Regions from separate parts of the Macaca mulatta genome. Here regions 1 and 2 are each linked to region 3. Evidence: chromatin contacts called from public Hi-C data. All regions are on one chromosome and are shown on one strand. The core of a region is the stretch at or near the end of the contact, and the rest is flanking DNA. Distances in the headings are between cores, read along the strand shown. Region 1 has its middle 40 kb from the start of FASTKD2. Region 2 overlaps DYTN (dystrotelin). Region 3 has its middle 58 kb from the start of CREB1.

Region 1 (3,856 bases), core at 779-3,278, 660 kb before region 3:
AGGTGATCCACCCGCCTCGGCCTCCCAAAGTGTTGGGATTACAGGCAGGAGACTCCTCATTTTTTATGCACATACTGTCCAGTTGGGCCTGACCCACTTTTTAGATTCCTTGGTCATTATTCTCCATCTTTGTGCTCTAGCTACTCGGAGGTCTTCCCCAGCATTCAGATTTCATCTTTCGGAGCCTTTTCACATGCTTTGTACTCTGAGGAATCCCTGCCACCTCTTCTCCACCTGGAAAGATTCTCCTATATGAGTGTAGATTGAACAGCACTTTCCTAAGTTCTCTCTCCTCACCTGTTCCTGCCCCATTTGTGGTTAGTCTTTGCCATTTCTGTGTTCCCATGACCCTTAGATGCAGTGAGGGATAGAAAGAAGGGCTGTATCTTCCCCCAGTAAACTGGGGAACTCTTCAGGAGTAAATATGTGTCTGATTCTTCCCTTTCTTTACTGAAGCAGTGTATAGTTGGCTCTCAGTAAATGCTGAGTGAACGAATGACAGAGTGTATGAATAAACAGAGTCCTCAGAAGCCAAGCAGAGTTTTCATCTTTTAATCCTTCTTCACCATGTTTATCCGATTATGTTGCATATCATAATTTATGTCCATCAAAGGTTTGGGCCATACTTACATCCTCTTTGAAGGCTATTGTTCAAGGGCAGGAAAACAACTAATGTTCCTTTGACCTCAGGAAGTTGCTGTGAAACAGGACAGAAAATGTACCCCCTAACCAAAAATAAGAGTTGAAGAAAAAAAAAAAAAAGAACAAGCCAATAGACTTGCTTGTCTCCACAAAATGCTCCCTGGACTCGTTAAGAATCTGGATAGACCCTTGTCTGAGAGATGTGCTTTGGGTGCAGTCATTTTCTGTGTTACTGTTTTGCAAACAAATAGGTCTCCCAAATGAGAAACTGACCAGAGGCAATAATTTAGATCTTTATATAATAGGATTTAATTCTGACATTTTTGTACTTACCTTTATTTCCAACCCTGAGATACCCAATCCGTGAATTAGCACCTTTCCTCTTGATACTAGATTCTGAAAATAAAGAATCTTCGTTTTTTGGAGATTATTAGTATTGAATATCTAAAATAAAAATTGAGAAGAATTGATAGCAGTATTTTAAAAGGACATGTTTTATTCAAACATACCATCTCACGTGATTCTTATAACAGGCTTATGAAATGGACTGGGGAAAAATTTAAGTTCCTGTTTTATAGATGAGGAAGCTAAAACTCACAAATGACTTGCTCAAAGTCGGAGAGCTAGGAAATTGGCAATGATCAGACATGAACCATTTATGATTATATGAATAACCTCATCTCTCAATTACACATATTTAGACATGCATATGTAGTATAGCACAATAGTTTTGGCTACCTTAGCCAGTCTCTGAACTACCCAAGCAAACAATTCATCCTGGGACTAACTGCCTAGTTACTCAAGCTGTTTCTCTGGGTCATTTTCATGCTCATGAGCATCTAGGAGAGAAAATGGGACTGAGAAAGGAAAACAACAAAGATTGACCATTTGTTTGATTGAAGTTTTGATGCAAAATGTCAACTGATATTACTTAGAAGGAGAAACAGATTGTGAAATTACAAGGGTTTTTTTTTTTTTTTTTTAAACTAGGACTATCCCCTTTCTCCATTCTCAGAAAGATTCAAGGGCAGATGATGGTAAATAATATAGTAATTTCATTTATTTGACTACCTGGATTCTCTTCAGAAACAGTGATCCAATGTGTTAAGAACTCAGTTATTAATAAAAACAATGGAAAATTTAAAAGACAGTAAATTGGGTGTTTCCTGGTAAGTCTGCTCTTGTTAGAATAATGAAATTTGAAGGTTTAAAACATAGCTTGTTTTGAAGTGATGCATGAGTTCCCAAAAACCTTGTTTAACATATTGCTGGAATAATGCATATGAGATGGTTAAAAATGGAAGTAGAAAAAAATTCCCCAACACCCTTAGAGGAATTTGCAATTCATAAAGTTACTGCCAATTTTGCATTATAGTTGCTATGGTAACCATGCTAGGCTTCTGCTCAAATGTTTCTCAGAAGGGGAAGGAATAGTATATAATAAGCTCTTCAAGTGTAATTTTTTTTTTATTGTAGTTGAATTAGTGTGTAATTCTTATGTGAGCATTTTAGTAATCCATAAACATGCACTCCAGTTATGATTCTGATTTTTTATCTCAGTATGTTTAAGCAATGTGTGAAAAATTGCTGGCTACTATCAATGCCTGGCAATTAATTTTAAAAATAATAACAAAAAGCATTAGCAACAGTAATTAATGATAAGAGCAAAAACAAAAATGCATTTCAAACCTGACTCTAGTAAATTTCCCAGACCAAAGCATTGGCTTGCTTATTGATTCAAAGTGCTTTCAGCCAAGCTTTTAGCCTGCATTCACGAGTCACCCCTTGGCCCCTCTATGTTTTTCCTCAGAAGAATCCTATATATTGAATAAGTGAAGTATCAAGCAGAGCCAGTTGGACCAATTAGACTAAAATAAAACTTTCATTTGGCCATTTCGATAGGGAGCTATTTTTAAATGGTAATTGGATTTTTCTTTTTTTCCTTCAGCTTCTAGGGAGTGAGTCTAACAGCTGAGGTGGAGCAGTACATATCTGGACATGGAGCAAGGGTTGTTCAGGGTTTGACGTCTCATGGGTTAATTTTGAGTGGAGAAGAAGAGAAATGGGCTTTGGAGTCCAACAAGCCTGGACTTATACTCTAGCTTTGCATTTTACTAACTGAGGTCTTGGGCAAGTCATTTACCATCTGGGGCCTCAGTGTCTTCATTTGGATAAACCAGATGCTTATGCCTTTCTCGCAGTGTTTGTAAGAATTAGAGCTAATTGGACATGAACCGTGTAGCTCCAATTTTGGCACAGTGTATAAGTTTCCTATTGTTGTAACAAATTTAGTGGCTTACAACAACACATAGTAATTGACTCATAGTGCTGGAGGTCAGAAATAAAAAATGGGTCTAACTGGGCTAAAATCAAGGTGTGGGCAGGGCTGTCTTCCTTTCTGCTATCTCTAAGAAAATCAGGTTTTTAACCTTTTTTAGCTGCTGGAGGCTGCCTGCAGTCCTCAGCTTATGGCCCCTTCCACTGTCTTCAAGGCTGGCAGCGTCCAGTGGAGTGTATTTCTATCCCTTCACTCTGCTACTGACTTTTCTGCCTCCCTCTTCCACTTTTAAGGATTCTTGTGGTTACATTGTGCCTACTCTGATCATTGAGGATAATCTCCCTATTTTAAAGTCAGTTTAGCAGCCTTAATTCCACCTGTAATCTTATGGGTCTTTTGCCTCTCCATATAAACTTTAAAATTAGTTTGTTACTAGCTACAAAATGACTTGATGGGATTTTTATTGGGATTATGCTGAATCTATAGATCAATTTGGAAAGGATTGACATCTTGTTAATATTGAGTCTTCCTATCCATGAATATAGAATATCTGTCCATTTATTTAATTCTTCTTTGATATCTTTATCAAAGGTTTATAGTTTTCCTTATATAGATGTTATACAAAATTTTTTGGATTTATGCCTAAGTATTTGATTTTGGAGATTCTAATGTAAATGATAACGTGCTTTTAATGTCAAATTCCATTTGTTCGTTGCTGGTATATAAGAGAGTGATTGGCTTTTATTAACCTTGTCCTGCAACCTTACTATAATAGTTTATTAGTACTAGGATTTTTTATGTTGATTCTTCCAGATTTTCTACATAGACAATCATGTCGTCTGCCAATGAAAATGGTTTTATTTCTTCCTTCCCAATTGGCATATTTTCTTTTCTTGTCTCAGTGCATTATGTAGGACAAATGTACAAAGTTGAAAA
Region 2 (3,617 bases), core at 228-2,727, 770 kb before region 3:
ACTCTATGGTCTTTGCACCTTCTTTTTCTTTAGAAGGCCAAATCTTTGTCCTCTTTCTGCTACCTGCACATCTGCAAGTGCTTCTCCTCTAACATGACTTTCTTCATCTCCCAAAAAACCAAAGCTACTAGTTGAGTTTTTTGAGATCCCAAAACACAAGTTTAAAGCTAAGATTATAATATATCCAGGCAATTTTTAATAGAATCAGAAGTTTAGAGCTAAAGAAGTCTCAGACATAATTTGTTCTACCCTGCTGAATTTTACTAAAACCAAAACAAAACAAAAAACAAAAAACCCAAAACTGAGGTCCATAGAGGTTAAATACCTTGCCCAGGTCTCCCAGCTTTTTGTATATAGGACATTTGTTTATTGCCTTGGGTGTATAAGAGGAAAGATGGTTTACATGGAGGCATTTTAAAGAAATTCTGTTCTCATTCTCAATAGATATTTGAGGTACATCTTGGCCTCTGCCTTTGCCAGTTTTAGGGGCGACTTAAGTAAGTCACTCAAATTCTTTGAGACTCAAATTTTATCATCTATAGAATACAAATAGTATCTGCTTTATGTTACATATAATAATTTTGAAAAATATGTCGATGTAAAAGTTGTGTTTTATATAATTGCAAAGTTAATCTTGTACTTGACCTAGGGCAGGACTGACAGAAACTCCTTAACTAATACTTGCTTATTGGTTAAATGATTATAATATATTCATAACATGGTAAATCATATTCAGATTTCCCCATTGTCCAATATAAATAATTTATTTTTCATTGTAGTATGAAGATTTCCTTGTTCCTGCTTGCTTGGTTTCCAACAGTCCTGTTCATTTATATGTTTTATTGTCTAAAGTTCAGTTTCTTGCAGAATTTTCATGAATGAAGTTTTACTGTGTCCTGCAAATTCTCTGCAAACCCAATTCATTTTCTCAGCAAAATTAAAACCAGATCTCCAGTTTTTTGGTGTACCAAGCAGACCTAGTTTATCTCCATGGGGAGCATATTTCAGTTCTGGGTTAGCTAGGGTCAAGAAGCATGGGAAAGGAAGAGGAACAAAGTGAGCAGGAGCTGAGGCCTGAGGCCTCTTGTCCCCTTCTCCTTCCGGGCACCCTCAGTTTTGCCTTGTATTTAGCTGCCTGATGTCCCAGAGCTCTAGTCTTCCCACATTCCCAGCCCCTGTTCACTCATTGTGAATAATGGCATCTTCCATGCCTGGCCTACACCTGGTGGTTTCTTTCTCTTCTCCCAAGCTTTAATGATAACCAGTTTAACTTCCCTATGGTTTTATTTATGGGAGACCTATAACACTCTTTCTCTAGGATAGGGTTTTGACTGTTCCCCTCAAAGCTATGGAAATATTTGCATCCAGCTCCAAATCTAGCTTTCTAATCTGCTTTTAGCTCCAGGTGGAGAGAAGATCAGGCCTGAGCTGCTCTCATGAATGCTGATCATCTGTGTGAGCATGAGGCTCATTTGCAGTTGTCTGCACAGGGAGGCAGCAGAGCATCATGACTGCAAAGCAGGGACTCTGGATTTAGGCTGCCAGCCTCTGTAGCTTGCTAATCATGTAGGTTATTTAACTTCTTTGCAAATTGGGGATAATAATACAACCCTTTGTATTGGCTTACAACACATTTTAAATGAAATGGCCCATGTGAACTGCTCAGCTTGTCATTTGTCTAACAGTTAACAAAAGTAGTGTTGTTAGGATGATGATGACGATGGATGGCTCAATACTTAAAAGGTTTCTTTGGAACAAAAGACAGGCCAGGTGCAGTGGCTCACACTTGAAACCCAATGCTTTGGGAGGCTGAGGCAGGAGGATCACTTAAGATCAGGAGTCGGAGACCAGCATGGGTAACACAATAAGATCCCATCTCTACAAAAAATAGAAAATTAGCTGGGCATGGTGGCATGTGCCTGTACTCCCAGCTACCCAGGAGGCTGAGCTGCAAGGATGACTTGGGCTTAGGAGTTTGAAGCTGCAGTGAGCTATGATAGTGCCCGTGCACTCCAGCCTGCGTGACAGAGACCCTGTCTCTAAAACAAAACAAAACAAAGACAAAATGTGTTCCCCTTAGAGGAAGAAAAATGTCTATTAGTCACATTATGCATCAGTGGAAGAATTTAATATTTCATCCATTATAGAAGATAAAAGACAATTTATTATCAACCAGGATGCTTCCTGCCAGGAAATCATTGAGCCAAAAAAGGCATGTGAATTTCAGATGTGTAAGGAGGACCCCAAAAAGAATCTGCAGGGATGCAGCTCCAACTGCAGAACCGTATGGAGAATGATAATCCGAGAAATGCTGCTGATGGCTGTACCTGAGTCCCGCGATTGGGAAAGTCCTGCAGATGGTACACCGAGCAGGGTGAGTGACTCTTTCAGCAGCTGATAACCGGTGGCAGGTCGGGAGCCACAGGAGGATGGGAGGCTCAGATTGGACCCAAGACAGGAATTTCTCTTCTTTGATTGCTGGGCTCAACACCTGAAAAACAGTAGCACCCTAAGATGTGTTTTTAGGCATGACTTGATGTTTTCATTTTCTTTTCTGACTCCAATTCTGTCAGCTCTGCTGAAGAAGTTTATCATAGGAAAAGCTGGAGGCAAGACTACCTCCTAAATTCAGTTATCTGAGATGCTGTTTGGAGTAATAATAGGTCTGTAATGTAAATCAGTCAGCAAACTATCCCAATGCCCCATGTCTGTCCCCAACTCCAGGGACATTTGCAAGGCACTCACCCCTTGGAAACAGCTGCGGGTGGCACTTTCCACAGGGCACAGAGCACGACTCTCTCCCACGACAGTTGGGATCTGCAAGAGACAACCTCATCTTAGCTGTTAGAAAGTGGAGAAATATGTCGTCTCCGGGAGCAGCAGGGCTGAGAGCTGGTGCCCACAGCCATGCAGTCACAGGTATTTGGTATCTGAGACCAGGTGAACTGTCTCAATCCAAGAGAACAAAGCAATGCATAGGTTTTGTGCAATGTTTGGGTTAAGACAATGAATAAGCAAGTGGGAAGGAGAGGAGGGAGGAGGGTAAGGGAAAGAAGTCTGCCAATGGGGTGATAAACTGCTTCCTTCTGTTTTATTTTCTCGTTATTCCAAATTATTTTAACCTTTCTTTGCCTTTGTTCACCAATAAATGAAGTTAACAATAATACTGTCTTAAAGTTTAGAGTTTTAAAATATATATACTTTTTTTTTTTTACTTTAAGTTCTGGGATACATGTGCAGAGTGTGCAGGTTTGTGACATAGATATACATGTGCCATGGTGGTTTGCTGCACCTGTCAACCCGTCATCTAGGTTTTAAGCCCTGCATGCGTTAGGTATTTGTCCGAATGCTCTCCCTTCCCTTTGCCCCACCCCTTGACAGGCCCCAGTGTATGATGTTTCCCTCCCTGTCTCCATGTGTTCTAATTGTTCAACTACCACTTATGAGTGAGAACATGCAGTGTTTGGTTTTCTGTTCCTGTGTTAGTTTGCTGAGAATGGTGGTTTCCAGCTTCATCCATGTCCCTGCAAAGGACATGAACTCATTGGTTTTTATGGCTGCATAGTACTCCATGGTGTATATGTGCCACATTTTCTTTATCCAGTCTATCACTGATG
Region 3 (4,183 bases), core at 39-2,538:
TGCTAGCTCCCTATGCTGACTGGCTGGACTGAATTAATTACTATTATTATTATTATTATTATATCTTAAGGAGACAAAGTCTGGCTCTATTGCCCAGGCTGGAGTGCAGATCTGGTGTGATCTCAGCTCACTGCAACCTCCACCTGCCAGGTTCAAGCCAACCTCCCACCTCAGCCTCCCGAGTAGTTGGGAATACAGGCGTGCACCACCGTGCCCAGCTAATTTTTGTATTTTTTGTAGAGACAGGGTTTCGCCATGTTGCCCAGGCTGGTCTCGAACTCGTGGGCTCAAGAGATCTGCTCACTTCAGCCTCCCAAAGTGCTGAGATTACAGGCGTGAGCCACCATGCCCGGCCTGAATTAGTTACTTCTTCAGCTTCCTCGTCTTCTAGCTAAAAACCAAGATCACACCTTCAAATGCTATGATTTCACATTTACATTCTGCTCTTTTTCTTTCTGTCACGTGATCCTATCTTTAAATTTGGGAAGGATGGGGAGAGAAGGCTGTTGAAAGATGTTGCATGAACATTCATCATATAAGCCCATGAACCTGAGAGAGAATTCAGCAAGAAAAGTGAGACCAACAGGTTTGTGTGGAGCCTTCCCGTGTGGGCCATGCTGGGTTGGCCCAAGCCATACAAATGGCCTACCCGTTTTCCCTTCTTCTGTGTGGCCACGCTTTCCTTTGGTGCAGACGACACCTGGCTAGTGTCCAGTCTAGGATCCCAAATGCTAACTAGGTTTCCTCCTTCATGAACTGGTAGGTTTTAGTTAATGATTCACCCCTTCACACACTCAGTTCTGGCCCAGGACTGACTCAAGGCTTCCCAAGTCCCTGCTAGCAAATAATAGAATTCTTTGGAAATAAGTTCTTTTAAGAAAGTCTATCCTTTGCACTGCAATCTGAAACGTAGCAATTCAGCCTCTCCAGCCATCTTCATCTGTGTGTTTCTTGCATGCAGAATTAAACTGGAAGGTCAGAGCCATTGTCTGCCTCTAGATCCGATTTCTTGCTTCGTAGTCTGGCGGAGAAGTGCTTTATTCTGGTATATTTACATTAGTCCTACTAACACATTTCCAAGTTCTCTAGCTGCCATGTTACGTGAACCAGGTCAAGTCTGGGAGGGAGAGGTTTGCTTTTCCTTCCTGTGACCTCAGGACTGATTTAATTAAACATATCCTCCAGCCCCGATTTATAGTCTGAAAAGTGTTCTCGCAGAGGCCCTTCGATGTGCTCTGCTTTTCAATTAGCTGAAATGCAATAAGTTAAATCGAAACACCATTCTGAGTGTCTGCTGCCACCCTGAGAGCAGTTGCAACAAGCGCATTCGTCTCTGAGCATTTAACTGCAAAGGGTTTAGATAAATGAGTGGTGGTTTCCTTTGGTAACTTAGCACGGTTCTGTAAGACAGAGGAGAGGATCGCTGAGCTCCTCCCTGAGCTCCTGGGGGCTGCCAAGCCATCTCCCTGGATGCCCACTGTGAGGAGGAAATAACCTTTTAAATCTTATTTTATAAACACAAATTCTTTTTCTTTAAGATTAAAAATAAGAAAATCCATTTAACACATGGGGTAGGGGGGCTGACAAAGTGAAAGGGAAAAAGGAAAAAGGATGTCACAGTGGAACTATCCTAAGCCTGTCCCTGGTGGCTTTTTGTTCTACCATCAGGCGTCAGATGTCCTCCCCAGTTTGACAATCCTGACCCCCCAAACTGCCACCTAGAAATGAATGAAACCAAATTTCCCATAGGAAATGCTCTCTGCTAGTCTCTCAAAGGCTGCAGCCTCAAAATGAAATCTGACAAAAGAAACAAATTAGATTAAACTGCAGCGCTAAGGGCTTTGGATTGCTCGATAAAAGAATCTACAGAGAGTTTAGGACTGAGCACGATCATCTTCTGCAACTTGGAGAAAAAATCTGAAGTCTTCCTTCCTACAGCTGTTCTTGCTGGCCATGGTGCAGTTTTTTATCATCATCTGAAGGCAATAAACAGATGGTGGGAGATGGAAGGGTTCACGAGGGACCACAACCCGCGTGCCCACAGAAGCCAGGCAAGTAACATATGTGGACAAAACTGATCAGTGAGGATTTTTATGTGAGCTCTCCAGATTTTTAAATGTTGACAACTCATTCAATTAAAAAAAAAAAAAAAAAGAGTCCACCACTGTTACCGCAATGTTTACTGAGCACTTTCTACGTGCCAGGCACCTTATGAAATCCATTATAAAGCGCTTCCTCACAACAGCACATTGAGAGGCAGATGCTCTTATTACCTTCAGTTCATCGATGGGGAAAAGCAAATCTCGAAGTGGCAGAAGCAGTCCCTGCCCACAGCTGGGGCCCCGTTTCTATTCACTACCCTAGACTGCTTAACAGTTCTGTAGATGGCCGGGCGTGGTGGCTCACGCCTGTAATCCCAGCACTTCCGGAGGCCGAGGCGGGCAGATCACGAGGTCAAGAGATGGAGACCATCCTGGCCAACATGGTGAAACTTCGTCTCTACTAAAAATACAAAAATTAACTGGGCGTGGTGGCGCGCGCCTGTATTCCCAGCTACTCGGGAGGCTGAGGCAGGAGAATCGCTGGAACCCGGGAGGCGGAGGTTGCAGTGAGCCGAGATCGTGACACTGCACTCCAGCCTGGGGACAGAGCAAGACTCGGGGAAAAATAAATAAATAAATAAATAAATAAATTCCGTAAAGAAATTGGAGCTCACTGGGATTCAGACTAATAATAGTCGGGTGATTTTTTTTTTTTTTTTCCCCAAAATAAATGAACTACAGAAACGGAGTGTAGAACGTGAAGGAGACATGCTGGAAAAGACAGAGAAATACAAGAAAGAAATATGTGCCATTGTTCCACGATAATTAGCCTTTCTAATGGCTGCGTAGACCAAGAGATTGGAGCTTTCATTTTTAAAACTGTGAATCTAAGCATCAATGATGCTGTTTCTATAATCATTCCTTGTGTTTGAAACCAAATGGTGAAAGAACCTCAAGAAAATGTCTGAGGTTCAAATGCAGTGGCCATTCTGTGTTTGTGTAGACAATGCTGCCCTCTCGTGGTCAATTTTTGAATGGAATTATTTTGTGTTTAAAATCAGAACATTTTTATGTTCTCTATTTTCCCGAAGTAGTCTGTAGAATGTCACATCCATTTGCATTGCATATGTGATAATAAGTACATTACTTACATAGCACAACACCTTTGCATATTTTATATCTAATTTGGGATCGAGTTTGTATTATTTTTACGACTGATTTATAGGGCATTGGAAGAAATGAACGGAAAAAAAATTATGATGCTACTGGGCTCCTGAACTTTCAGAATTCAATTCCTCAAGGAAGAAATGTTTTTCTCATGACAGTAAACTTCGAAGAACTCTAGGACAAAAAAATGTTTGCATCTCTCATCTCAATATGATCTTACAGAAATGACTGTCCTCTTCCATTCTAAGGAAAAGGGTTTGTTAATATTTGGAGGAAAAAGAGATCAGTTCATAAATATATTTTTAGGTAAAAATATGGTTCATGGTTGTGCATAGAAAATCACTTCCTGGTTTCCTGCAGGGCAGGAATTACAGAGAAATGACAGACCAAGGGGAGGCTATCAATAACAGTTATCAATTACAGAGAAATGACAGACCAAGGGGAGGCTATCAATAACATGCCAAGGGTAGATGCCGCAAAGCCATTTTCTTGGACCTGAGTGACAACTCCCGAACCACTGAACAGAAGCCTGCTGCCTGCATGCCTGTGTCATGAGCCCCCGTGCTTGAGGGGACACACCTACACGGGAGCTGTGATGTGAACAGTGGGTAGACAGCAGTCCTAAGCAGAGGAAATGCCTTTTATGGCAACAAGGCTGGGGAGTACTTCTGTAAAAAGAGGAATTAGCCGGGCATGGTGGCTCACGCCTGTAATCCTAGCACTTTGGGAGGCCAAGGCAGGTGGATCACCTGAGACCAGGAGTTCGAGACCAGCCTGGCCAACATGGTAAAACCACATCTCTACAAAAAATACAAAAATTAGCCGGGTGTGGTGGCGCATGCCTGTAATCCCAGCTACTGGGGAGGCTGAGGCAGGAGAATTGCTTGAGCCTGGTGGGTGGAGGTTGCAGTGAGCCGAGATCATGTCACTGCACCCCAGCCTGGGCGACAGAGCAAAACTGTCAAAAAAAAAAA

The links. A called contact is a pair of places that touch in the nucleus more often than the background predicts.
Region 1: a contact with region 3 is called in a Hi-C map of fetal cortical plate, with 4 times the contacts expected there. The contact joins two enhancer-like sites. A contact is called at or near these places in 8 of 14 Hi-C or Micro-C datasets (CD4 T cells, blood, cortical neurons and 4 more).
Region 2: a contact with region 3 is called in a Hi-C map of fetal cortical plate, with 7 times the contacts expected there. The contact joins two enhancer-like sites. A contact is called at or near these places in 7 of 14 Hi-C or Micro-C datasets (CD4 T cells, blood, cortical neurons and 4 more).

What each region holds. Positions count from the first base shown.
Region 1 is chr12:112,077,678-112,081,533 of T2T-MMU8v2.0, forward strand. No RefSeq gene overlaps it. Among named protein-coding and RNA genes, the nearest start is that of FASTKD2, 40 kb to the left of the region's middle. Within about 2 kb of position 2,029, at least 7 of the 40 cell types and tissues checked have an H3K27ac peak or open chromatin away from gene starts, as enhancers often do. A contact at or near this core is called in fetal cortical plate, where this site is marked.
Region 2 is chr12:111,961,009-111,964,625 of T2T-MMU8v2.0, forward strand. DYTN (dystrotelin) reads right to left here. Exons shown (of 12, transcript XM_002799029.4): 6 at 2,746-2,817; 7 at 2,328-2,491. Among named protein-coding and RNA genes, the nearest start is that of DYTN, 18 kb to the right of the region's middle. Within about 2 kb of position 1,478, at least 9 of the 40 cell types and tissues checked have an H3K27ac peak or open chromatin away from gene starts, as enhancers often do. A contact at or near this core is called in cortical neurons, fetal cortex germinal zone and fetal cortical plate, where this site is marked.
Region 3 is chr12:112,734,148-112,738,330 of T2T-MMU8v2.0, forward strand. No RefSeq gene overlaps it. Among named protein-coding and RNA genes, the nearest start is that of CREB1, 58 kb to the right of the region's middle. Within about 2 kb of position 1,289, at least 10 of the 40 cell types and tissues checked have an H3K27ac peak or open chromatin away from gene starts, as enhancers often do. A contact at or near this core is called in cortical neurons, fetal cortex germinal zone and fetal cortical plate, where this site is marked.